Linked DNA regions of Mus musculus: regions 2 and 3 are each linked to region 1. The links are chromatin contacts, called in public Hi-C and promoter capture Hi-C maps. All regions are on one chromosome and are shown on one strand. Each heading gives the region's core, a stretch centred on a gene start, on an enhancer-like site or on the middle of the called end of the contact. The rest is flanking DNA. Distances are from core to core; before and after follow the strand shown. Region 1 holds the start of Kcnc1 (potassium voltage gated channel, Shaw-related subfamily, member 1). Region 2 holds the start of Kcnj11 (potassium inwardly rectifying channel, subfamily J, member 11). Region 3 holds the start of Ldhc (lactate dehydrogenase C).

Region 1 (3,209 bases), core at 92-2,591:
GCTGTGATTAGTTTCTGGAGGGAAGAGGTCTCCTCAGACTTTTCTCCTCTTTGTCTGTCCATCTCTGCCCCTTTCTGATAACTCTGCCTCTCTGCCTCCCGCCTCTCACCCCCTCTCTACCTCCCCGCACTTTCCCCCTGTGACATGAAGATCTGTTTTAATTAGTGCTGTGATTCCCACGATCAGGTGGGGAGATAGGTCACAGGTTTGTCCCTAGGCTCGCAACAGTGCCTGGGGGTCAGTATAGACAGACAGCTATCTGCACTGTTAGCCAACAGGTAAGAGTCTCTCGCTTCTTAATTAAATCCCCTGTGCCGGGGCAGCCTGTTCGATTGTAGTGGACAGGAATCAATAAGCATCTTTCATAGCCCAGTGGCCTCTGGAGCTGGGCCTGACCTTCCAGTCCCTCTCAATCCCACCTGCTCACTTCTTTAAAAAGCTGGGAGTCCCTGGAGGTTGAGAGCTGGGTCTGACTTGTCCCGTGTGATTTTTGTACTTGGTAGAGAATCTGGAGCAAGTACGGAATGAGAGCTAATGACTGTTGATTAAATAAACCTAGGGGTGAGTGGCAAGCGTGGGCCAGAAGGACTTTGAAGTTAGAAATACGATCTCTGTCCCCAGCATTAACTTCCAGTATGTAGGGACCACAGCCCTGGACATGCATGGCTCACCACCCAGAGTGCCTGAAGGGGAGCGAGGCCGCCAGTATTCAAGGGGCTGAGCAGTCTTTGTGCATGTTTTCATAAGGTAGTTCAGTTTTCTGGGTAAACTGAGGTCTGTCTGTCATGGTTGTGACTAAGCCACCCTAGAATCAGGAAGGGTTCAAGGCCTGAAAGGGGCCAAAGGGATCAAGAGGGGCTCGGGATTGATCATTAATGGTGAGTTAGGACAGAGGGATGGTGAAAAAGGTATTATTTTACAGTCCCTGTAAGAAGTTATCTCTGAAAGAATCATTGGGCCTTCAGGCTTCCCCGGGAAGGGTCGGTATTAAAAGATTCCTTAAGAGGTCAGTCTCGTCCTGGTCAAGGAATGGCTTGTCTGCTCAGGGTATCAGATGGCTCCTGGGTTAGAAGAGGAGCTGGCCGCCGCCCTTCTCACCTCGGTGTGACGGGGGCGCGGGCCCAGACGTCGCTGGGAGCCTCCGCCCAACAAGTGGAGCTCCCCTAGGGCGGAGCGTCGGCGGGTCCCCACCGAGCAAGAGGCAACGAAGGGCGGGCGCCCCCAGCGCCAGGGTTGAGGGAGGCGGGGTTCGGTGCCGGCCTCGGAGGGGGGCGCAGAATCAGGGCTTTTTAGGACCCAGCGCGGCGCCTCCCTCCGGGGGCGAGTGCGGCTGCGCGCGCCGTGTGCCCGTGTCCGGAGAGCCGCGGGCTGGACGCGGACCGCGCGAACGAGCAAGCGAGCAGGCAGCGGAGCAGCAGCCCGGAGGCAGCAGCGGCGCGGCGGCGGCGGTGGCGGCGGTGGCCGCTCCGCGCCTCGCCTCCCTGGCCTCGCCAGTCTCGCTGCGCCGCGCCCGGACCTGCCACCCCCGCCTACCGGGCCCGACCTCGGCAGCGCCCCTCGCCTCGGCTGCCAGCGCCACCCGCCCTCCTAGAGCAGAGAGCGGAGTGCGGGGCGCAGAGACACCGGAGCCAGTGCCCGCCGGCCCCGCCAAGCAAACCCGGCCGGGAGAACCTTCGCTCGGCCCAGCGCAGCTCCGCAGCCGTCCGGGAGCTGTCCCTTCAGCACCGCCGCGGAAGCCTGAGTCCCAACGCAGCCCAGCGGAACCCCTGACCCAGCCCGAGCGCACAAGGTGCTGCGCTCAGCGGCCGCCCCGCGGGGCAGCACCCTGGTGCCCCTACCCAGGGGACCCGCCATCCCCTCCGGGAGGCGGGGAGAAGGAACGAGGAGGGAGGTCAGGCAGCTTCACCCGCCACCGAGGGGAGTAGGCAGATAGGCAAGGAGAGCCGAAGGGGACCGGTCACGCAGGGAGGAGAGCAAGCCGCATCCGTCCCCACCGCACCGGGAGCGCGCTGCAGCGACCACCGCAGAGCCAAGCGCGGATTTCTCGTAACCCCCTCTTTCCCAGCTGGGGCTGGTCTATCGGTCCGGCCCCCGAAACGGAGCAGCTGACCTTCCCCTAAAAAGCTTTGTGTCGGTTTCTCCATTTTCCCGCTGAGATGATACCGGGAGCCCGGCCCCCCCATCCTCTCTCCCCTCCTCCCGGGCCTCGCCGCTGAGCGCCGCCCCACTCCCTTCCTCCCTCCCTCTTTACCTCCCTCCTCTCTTCCACTGCCTCCTCCGCAGCCAGGCCAGCTCCCTCTCACACTAGGCGCCTTAAAGACCCTAGGGAGCCCGTGCACACACCCCTGGACCCGCACCTGCCTGACAGCTCCCCCTGAGGGAGCTTGGCTCGTTGGTTGGGGTGGGTGGCCAGAGCCGCGGTCCTCTGTGCCCCCCGACGGCTGGGGGGAGGGGGGAAGAGGCCCTGCGCCCCCCTCCCCGTCGCCAACTCCCCCTGGCGGCAGCTCCCATGGGTGTCGCTGGGCCGCGCCATGCCTAAGGGGGCGCCGCGATGGGCCAAGGGGACGAGAGCGAGCGCATCGTGATCAACGTGGGCGGCACGCGCCACCAGACGTACCGCTCGACGCTGCGCACGCTGCCCGGCACGCGGCTTGCCTGGCTGGCAGAGCCGGACGCCCACAGCCACTTCGACTATGACCCGCGTGCCGACGAGTTCTTCTTCGACCGCCACCCGGGCGTCTTCGCTCACATCCTGAACTATTACCGCACCGGCAAGCTTCACTGCCCGGCCGACGTGTGCGGGCCGCTCTACGAGGAGGAGCTGGCCTTCTGGGGCATCGACGAGACGGACGTGGAGCCCTGCTGCTGGATGACCTATCGCCAGCACCGAGACGCTGAGGAGGCGCTGGACAGCTTTGGCGGTGCGCCCTTGGACAACAGCGCCGACGACGCGGACGCCGACGGCCCCGGCGACTCGGGCGACGGCGAGGACGAGCTGGAGATGACCAAGAGATTGGCACTCAGTGACTCCCCAGATGGCCGGCCTGGCGGCTTCTGGCGCCGCTGGCAACCGCGCATCTGGGCGCTGTTCGAGGACCCCTACTCATCCCGCTACGCGCGGGTAAGTGACTGCTTATCCATCGGAAGAACCTGACCCGGAAAGGCAGCCTTTGCCGCTTCCTGCGGGCAGGGTGCAGTGGACAGTGAGT
Region 2 (3,421 bases), core at 609-3,108, 300 kb before region 1:
TGGAGGGCCAAGACGGGCTTTGAGACCTTAGCTTTAGAGGCCCTGAACCTTCTGTGGTCTCCCCACCGTTGGGCAGGGACACAGGGGTAAACCAGTCCCGAGCTGAGCCTGGGAGGAGCAGGAACAAAAATAACCCGGTACAGGCTCCTGCTGGGGCCAGAAATAGCATAGTGACAAGTATCTTGTAACACCCCAGACACACAGCAGCGGGGAGGCTGAGCCGAGCAGGGTCTTGTCCCACACCAGACCCTCGTCTGGCCAAGAGGCTCGCACCCCACCACTCTACATACCATACTTCACTTTCCACGTGCCCACACAAGTGAGTGGGGGCCTGAGGAACTGCAACTCAGGACAAGGAATCTGGAGAGATGCTAAACTTGGGCTTGGCCTTCGCCACAGCCACACTGCGCTTGCGCAGGGGCCCCCGCGACGAGGCGAGGGTCAGGGCATCCAGCAGACTGCGGTCCTCATCAAGCTGGCGGGCTGTGCAGAGTGGTGTGGGCACTTTAATGGTGTTACCAAATTTGGAGTAGTCCACAGAATAGCGGCCGTCCTCCTCGGCCACAATGGGGACAAAGCGCTGCCCCCATAGAATCTCGTCAGCTAGGTAGGAGGTGCGGGCCTGGGTGGTGATGCCCGTGGTTTCTACCACGCCTTCCAAGATGACAATGATCTCCAGGTCCTGGTGGTGGTGCAGGTCACTAGGAGCCAGGTCGTAGAGCGGGCTGTTGGAGTCGATGACGTGGTAGATGATGAGTGGGGCCACCAGGAAGATGCCGTTACCACCCACGCCATTCTCCATGGGGATGTCTACCTGGTGGAGAGGCACAACTTCGCCCTCGGGGCTGGTGGTCTTGCGCACCACCTGCATGTGGATGGTGGCGCTAATGATCATGCTCTTTCGGAGGTCCCCTACGCGCAGCATGAAGCACAGGCGGCCATGGCGCAGGGTGATCACAGCATGCTTGCTGAAGATGAGGGTTTCTGCCCGCCGATGGGCCTGGGCCGTTTTCATGAAGATGCAGCCCAGCATGATGGCGTTGATCATCAGCCCGACGATATTCTGCACAATGAGAATGAGGATGGCCAGGGGACATTCCTCTGTCACCATGCGCCCGCCGAAACCAATGGTCACCTGGACCTCGATGGAGAAAAGGAAGGCAGATGAAAAGGAGTGGATGCTTGTGACGCAGGGCACATTGGTGCCCTCTCCGGGGGCCAGGTCACCGTGGGCGAAGGCGATGAGCCACCAGACCATGGCAAAGAGCAGCCAGCTGCACAGGAAGGACATGGTGAAAATGAGCAGAGTGTGTGGCCATTTGAGGTCCACCAGCGTGGTGAACACATCCTGCAGGAAGCGGCCCTGCTCTCGAATGTTCTTGTGGGCGACGTTGCAGTTGCCTTTCTTGGACACGAAGCGGGCCCTCCTCTCTCGAGTACGGTACCTGGGCTCTGCAGGGTCCTCTGCCAGCCGGGTCAGCACATATTCCTCAGGGATAATGCCCTTTCGGGACAGCATGGCTCCGTTGGCCCCGGGAAGGGGTTTCCCCCATGGGGGGAGGCACTACACTGGCTTGGCCTAGGGCCTCTTTGTGGGGTCCCCCTCTCTGAGCCCTCTCCTCAGGTTACCCTAAGCTTGTACCAACCTCTAGGCTGGTATGCCCCTCAGCTGGGTTCTGCTTCTCTTTATACTACTAGCCTCAGATGCCGGCTCCACCTGCTCATTGCTTACTGAGCCCCCAACCCAGCTTGTGCTCTACCCGCTCAGCTCTCCTCCACCGCCCCAGGACCCCCCTCTAACTCCCTTTCCCTGGCCCAGCCTTTCTTCTCAAACCACCTCAGAACTTGTCACCTCCGGGTCTCCCAACTTACCAGCCCTCACTCGACCCCCCCCTCAGCACCCCCCCCCCCGCGCTCTTCTCTGACCTCACCCACTTCTGTCCCCGGTCCCCTCCAAGGACCAGCCTTACTTCTTGACCCAGTCTCCTCTCCAGGTGTGCCCCGGATTTCCCATCCCACCCCTCCCCTGGCTCCCTCGCCGCTCTCCCGTTCCTTCTCTAGCCCTTGTCCTCTAGTCTCCTTGGGATCCGGTGCCCTTCGAGTCACCCCGCAACCGTCTACGCTCTGGATCCCCTCGCCCCCCGCCGCCCAGACCCCAGTGGCTCCGCGTCGCGGCCTCCCTGCTGCCCTGCCGCCCGCCCGCAGCCCCCGCCGCCGCTCCGTTCCCACCCCGCCTGTCGCCGCCGCACCTGCTCGTGCTGCTCAAGCAGCGGCCACCTCCCTGCCCCCTCCCACTCCGGGTTGCTCACTCCCGGCCGGCTTCCCTGGCGTGTGTCTGTGAGCCCGTCCTCAGGCACCGACCCGTGCGCGGTGGGGGTGGGAGGCTGCGGGCGGGGGGCTCCCGAGAGCGAGTGCAGCCTCCGCCGCCAGAGGGCGCCAGATCGGCTCCTGAGAGGTAGAGGTGGGCCTAGACGCAAGCCCCGCCCACAGAGGATTCTCGTCCCGCCCTTGCCTGCTCACTGTCCTCAGCCAGGCCATGGGGCTTCAAACTGAGGATGGCTCTGAAGAAGTTGCTTTTGTGGAATTCTCTTAGGTTGGTTCAGCGGCCCCTATACCCCTGACTTCTATTTTTGCCCGGTCCATAGTTAAGTCTTACCTGCCTCTTACACAGCACTTGATACCCAGGGAAAGAAGGCAGCGAAAGGTTACATCATCAACGCAGGGGCAGGGGTGAGAGAAATATTAGTCTCAGAACTTCTCAACCGACGATTCTTCTTCCCTTTGAGGATTATTTTTGATCCTACATCTATTTATTTACTTATTTGTTTATTTATTTGCTTATTTACCTATTCAAGACAGGATTTCTTATAGCCCAGGATGGCTTCAAACTTGGCATGTAGCAGAGTATGACCTTGAACTTCTGCCTCCACTCCCAGAGTTCTGGGATTGCAAGTGCACCGCAAGGCCCTGGCTACCGTCCCTGAGTTTTAAGAGGGTTTGTTCTGCCAGTGTCTGCTTTGCACCCTGTAGACCTTCAGACTGGTTTCTTCCCTTTAGCCCTGGGTGTGTGTGTGTGTGTGTGTGTGTGTGTGTGTGTGTGTGTGTGTGTGTGTGAGAGAGAGAGAGAGAGAGAGAGAGAGAGAGAGAGAGAGAGAGAGAGAGTTTGGGCCTGAGCAGCTGATTCAGGGCTAGCTTGGGTACAGAGTAGGTGACCCAGGTTTTTGTCAAGAACAGTAGTGATGTTTCCATTGCAGATGCCACCCTGGAGTGGCTCCTGGAGATTGATGGAGCTGTAATGGCTTGCCCTGGGGCTCAGACTCTTGAGACAGACCTCTACCCACTGTGTAGCTTGAGTGAAGGCTTGAGGCTGGAGCTAGGGTAATAGGGGCACTGGGAATGCGGGCCACCATGGGACAGTTTC
Region 3 (3,469 bases), core at 541-3,040, 460 kb after region 1:
TAAGAGTGTTGGGCCTGTTATTAAGCATTACTGGAAACTGAAGTTTGACAAAAGGACACTAAGTTACCATGAGCTGCCTACCATGAGTTGGGAATTATCTGATGCACCAGGTCAGACTGTTGGCAGAAATGGGGTTCGACAACATAGATTTCCACTCATCAAGGTTAATGCAGTTACTGCCGAGTGACAGAGACCAACACTGAATCCCCTAGCATGACACCATTCTCTGGAGTTTCAGCAAGCTGCAGACCCCTTGCTTCACGGATAGGACACTTTGCCCTTACTGGAGATGACTCTAGTTACGGACTTGCCTTTCCCGCACATAATACTTCTGCCAGAACCACGGGTGGGCTTACAGCATGCCATGTCCACAGTCATTGCTTCTGACCAAGAAACTGGCTTTCCAGCCAGAGAAATGTGACAGTGGGCCCAGCATGCTCATGGACTCACTGGTCTGCCATGTTCCACAGCCACGCTAAAGCACCTGTCCTGGTAAGAGTGAGCTGGCTCCTTGAAGACCCCATCACAGCACTGGTTAAATGGCAGCAGCCTGGAGGGCTAGGGAGAGCTCTCCAGAAGGGAGTGTGTTTGGATCAGCACCCATACACGGCACACTTTCTCCCATAGCCAGGACCCACAGAGCCAGGAATGAAGAGGCAGAAAAAAAAGAGTGGCTCCATTCCCCACCACCCTTAGTGACTCCTCAGGAAATTCTTTGCTTCTTGTTCCTGACACCTAAGTTCTGATGACCGAGAAGTTTTGGTTTTAGAGTGGAGATTGCTCCAGCAATGGCAGAGCATAATATTATTTTGTTACTTCATAACTGTAAGTTTGCCACTGTTAGGAATTGTAAATATCTGATGTGACACCCCCCCCCAACACACACACAAAGAGGTAGCAACCCACAGATTGCGAACCACTGCTTTAGAGAACCCTAACATAGTGTGTGTGTGTGTGTGTGTGTGTGTGTGTGTGTGTGTGTACACATGCATGTGCAAGCTAGTACACACGGAGGCCAGAGGATGCTATCAGGTATTGTTCCCCTGCCCCAAGGTGTCATCCACCCTGTTTTTTGAGACAAGGACACTCATAATTAAAGCTAAGATGGCTGTCTACGGAGCCCCATGGAGCCGCTGTCTCTGCTACCCCCATACATGGATTAATGACTAAGTAACAACTTACACCTTTGTTCTGGGGATTCAAGTCAAACCCTCACGCTTGCATTGGGAGCTTTTTATTGAAGGAGCCTTCTCTCTAGACCAGTAGCGATGTAAAAGCCTCCTAACAGCTAGGTGGTGGGGGCAAATCCCTTTAATCCCAGAGGCAGGTAGATCTCTTGAGTTGGGAGACCAGCCTGGTCTACAGAGTTCCAGGACGGCCAGGGCTACACAGAGAAACCCTGGCTCGAAAGCAAAACAAAACAAAACAAAACAAAAGCAAGCAAACAGACAGATGCCCCCAACCCTCAATGCCTACACACAGATGTAAGGGCAAAGGGTCCATAGGTATGCTCCTCAAACTCAAAGTTCTGCATTTCCTCCCAGCAGAAAAGTGGCCTTTAAAGGGATGCTGGCCAAACTGGCTGCCATCTTCTGTGTGGTCCCAGGGCTTCTACATCTTACACTAGAGGCCTTGGAAACCGTCTGGAGTCGTCTCCTAAAACCTGAGGTAGGCCATGCAGGTGCACGCACCAAGGTACCTGAGCAGGCAGTGGGCGGGGCTTGCGTGCTGACGTTGACTTTGTGACGTTCCTTTTCCGTTATAACTGTTGGCTCCTGGACCCAACAGTTATCCTGGTTTCTTACCTGTGCTGCGGAGTCAGCAGTAAGGTGTGTGTTTTCGGCCTCCCCAGAGGAAGTGGCCAGTGCCTTCTTTCACCTGGGAAGGAAAGCCATTGTAGGCCTGTGAGCTGGGGGGGGGGGGGGGGGGTAGGGGGGAGGGCCTGCAGGGAGGAGGAGCCTGAATGGAGGAGGAGCCTGTCGCCAGAAGTCATCTTTTGCTTCATTGAGGCTTCATTCACTCCCACACTCTAGCTAGAGAAGGCTTTTGCTTCCTTGTGCTCTGCGAACTCCATAGAGTTCCTAGACAGGTGGGATGATCCAGGCCTGCAATCCTAGCACTCTTGAGTGGCTGAGGCTGAGTTCAAGGCCAGCCTAGACTACATATTGACCTCCTGGCTAGCCTTAGATACAATGTGAAACCCTTAACACTCCTCCCTACCAAAAAAAAAGTTGTTTAATGTCTTGCCTACAGGAGTAGGTATTCACTGACGGTCCCTTCTACTCTACAGGCTCAACATGTCCACCGTCAAGGAGCAGCTGATTCAGAACCTAGTTCCGGAAGATAAACTTTCCCGGTGTAAGATTACTGTGGTCGGAGTTGGAAATGTGGGCATGGCGTGTGCTATTAGTATTTTACTGAAGGTAAGTAAGCAATAAAGCCTTCTGGCAGGAAATTAAGCATTAATGGAAACGTGTAAAACCTGTGGTGTTGACAAATTTTAAGTGTTGGCTACGTGTGGTCATTGGCACGGGCCTGTCATCTTAGGACTTGGTAAGTGGAGGCCAAGAAGGTCTGGAGTTCAAGATCATCCACAACTACAGATAACTTTGAGGCTGGGCTGGACTATGTGAAATTCTTGGCCAGAATTCAGAGAGGAGAGGAGAGAAGGGCAGGGCAGGGGAGGGGAGTGGAGGGAAGGGTAGAAGGAGGGAGAAAGGAAATGTTAAGAGAGGGAGAGAAAGAAGAGCAGGGAGAGGAGAGACAGAGAGGCAGAGAGATACAGAGACAGAGTCAGAGATAGAGACAGACAGAGACATAGAGACAGAGAATCAGAGAGATAGAGACAGAGAGAGAGTCAGAGATAGAGACAAAGGGAGACAGAGAGAGACAGAGATTGAGACAGAGACAGAGAGTCAGAGATAGAGACAGAAACAAAGAGACACACAGAGGAGACAGAGAGACAGAAACAGACAAAGACAAAGGCAGACAGATAGTGCCAGAGACAGATAGAGACAGAAATAGAAATAGACACAGAGACACAGACAGAGATAGAGACAAAGAGAGACAGAGACAGAGATTGAGACAGAGACAGAGACAGGCAGGCAGGCAGGCATGGTGGTTTGCAGTGTGATTCTAGCTGAGCAGTTTGCCTGAATTCTGGGATTCCAACCCTGGCCAGCTGAGCGCAGACACTCTCAGATCCTGATTGGAAACTTGCAGAGGAAGGTAGGAAGCTGAGCCAGCTCAATTTCAGAACCCAAAAGTGGAGGTGGGGGAGGCTGAAGGGGAAAGGAGAAAGGGGAACAGGGAGGAAGAGGATGAAAGTCTGGGGAGACAGCTTCCAAGTTCCACTCTGCATCTTAGGCGGGCCGTGCTGCCTAACCCCATCCCACCTGGCCACAGGAGGTAGGTTCTTTTTTTTTTTTTTTTTGCTATGACCAGACAAAAAGCAGACCATCAAGCCGGG

What was found. Promoter capture Hi-C pulls out the DNA fragments that hold promoters and counts their contacts. A called contact is a pair of places that touch in the nucleus more often than the background predicts.
Region 2: a contact with region 1 is called in a Hi-C map of cortical neurons, with 6 times the contacts expected there. The contact joins the promoter of Kcnj11 here to the promoter of Kcnc1 in region 1. A contact is called at or near these places in 10 of 39 promoter capture datasets (the 3T3-L1 cell line, cranial neural crest, embryonic stem cells and 5 more), 2 of 15 datasets of contacts at CTCF or cohesin (the NIH/3T3 cell line and embryonic stem cells), 42 of 484 Hi-C or Micro-C datasets (the C2C12 cell line, the G1E-ER4 cell line, the N1E-115 cell line and 23 more), 15 of 115 datasets of contacts at active chromatin or transcription factors (acute myeloid leukemia, astrocytes, embryonic basal ganglia and 8 more) and 3 of 9 other capture datasets (adipose tissue, embryonic stem cells and macrophages).
Region 3: a contact with region 1 is called in a promoter capture Hi-C map of embryonic stem cells, with 2.1 times the contacts expected there. The contact joins the promoter of Ldhc here to the promoter of Kcnc1 in region 1. A contact is called at or near these places in 2 of 39 promoter capture datasets (embryonic stem cells and liver) and 1 of 484 Hi-C or Micro-C datasets (bone marrow-derived macrophages).

Annotation. Positions count from the first base shown.
Region 1 is chr7:46,395,127-46,398,335 of GRCm38.p6, forward strand. It overlaps Kcnc1 (potassium voltage gated channel, Shaw-related subfamily, member 1), which reads left to right and starts at 1,342. Exons shown (of 4, transcript NM_001112739.2): 1 at 1,342-3,121. The coding sequence starts at 2,552.
Region 2 is chr7:46,098,379-46,101,799 of GRCm38.p6, forward strand. Kcnj11 (potassium inwardly rectifying channel, subfamily J, member 11) reads right to left here and starts at 1,859. Exons shown (of 1, transcript NM_010602.3): 1 at 1-1,859. The coding sequence starts at 1,519. The coding sequence ends at 347.
Region 3 is chr7:46,859,473-46,862,941 of GRCm38.p6, forward strand. It overlaps Ldhc (lactate dehydrogenase C), which reads left to right and starts at 1,791. Exons shown (of 8, transcript NM_013580.4): 1 at 1,791-1,829; 2 at 2,291-2,423. The coding sequence starts at 2,298. It overlaps Gm39011 (a long non-coding RNA gene), which reads right to left and starts at 1,772. Exons shown (of 3, transcript XR_882073.3): 1 at 1,692-1,772.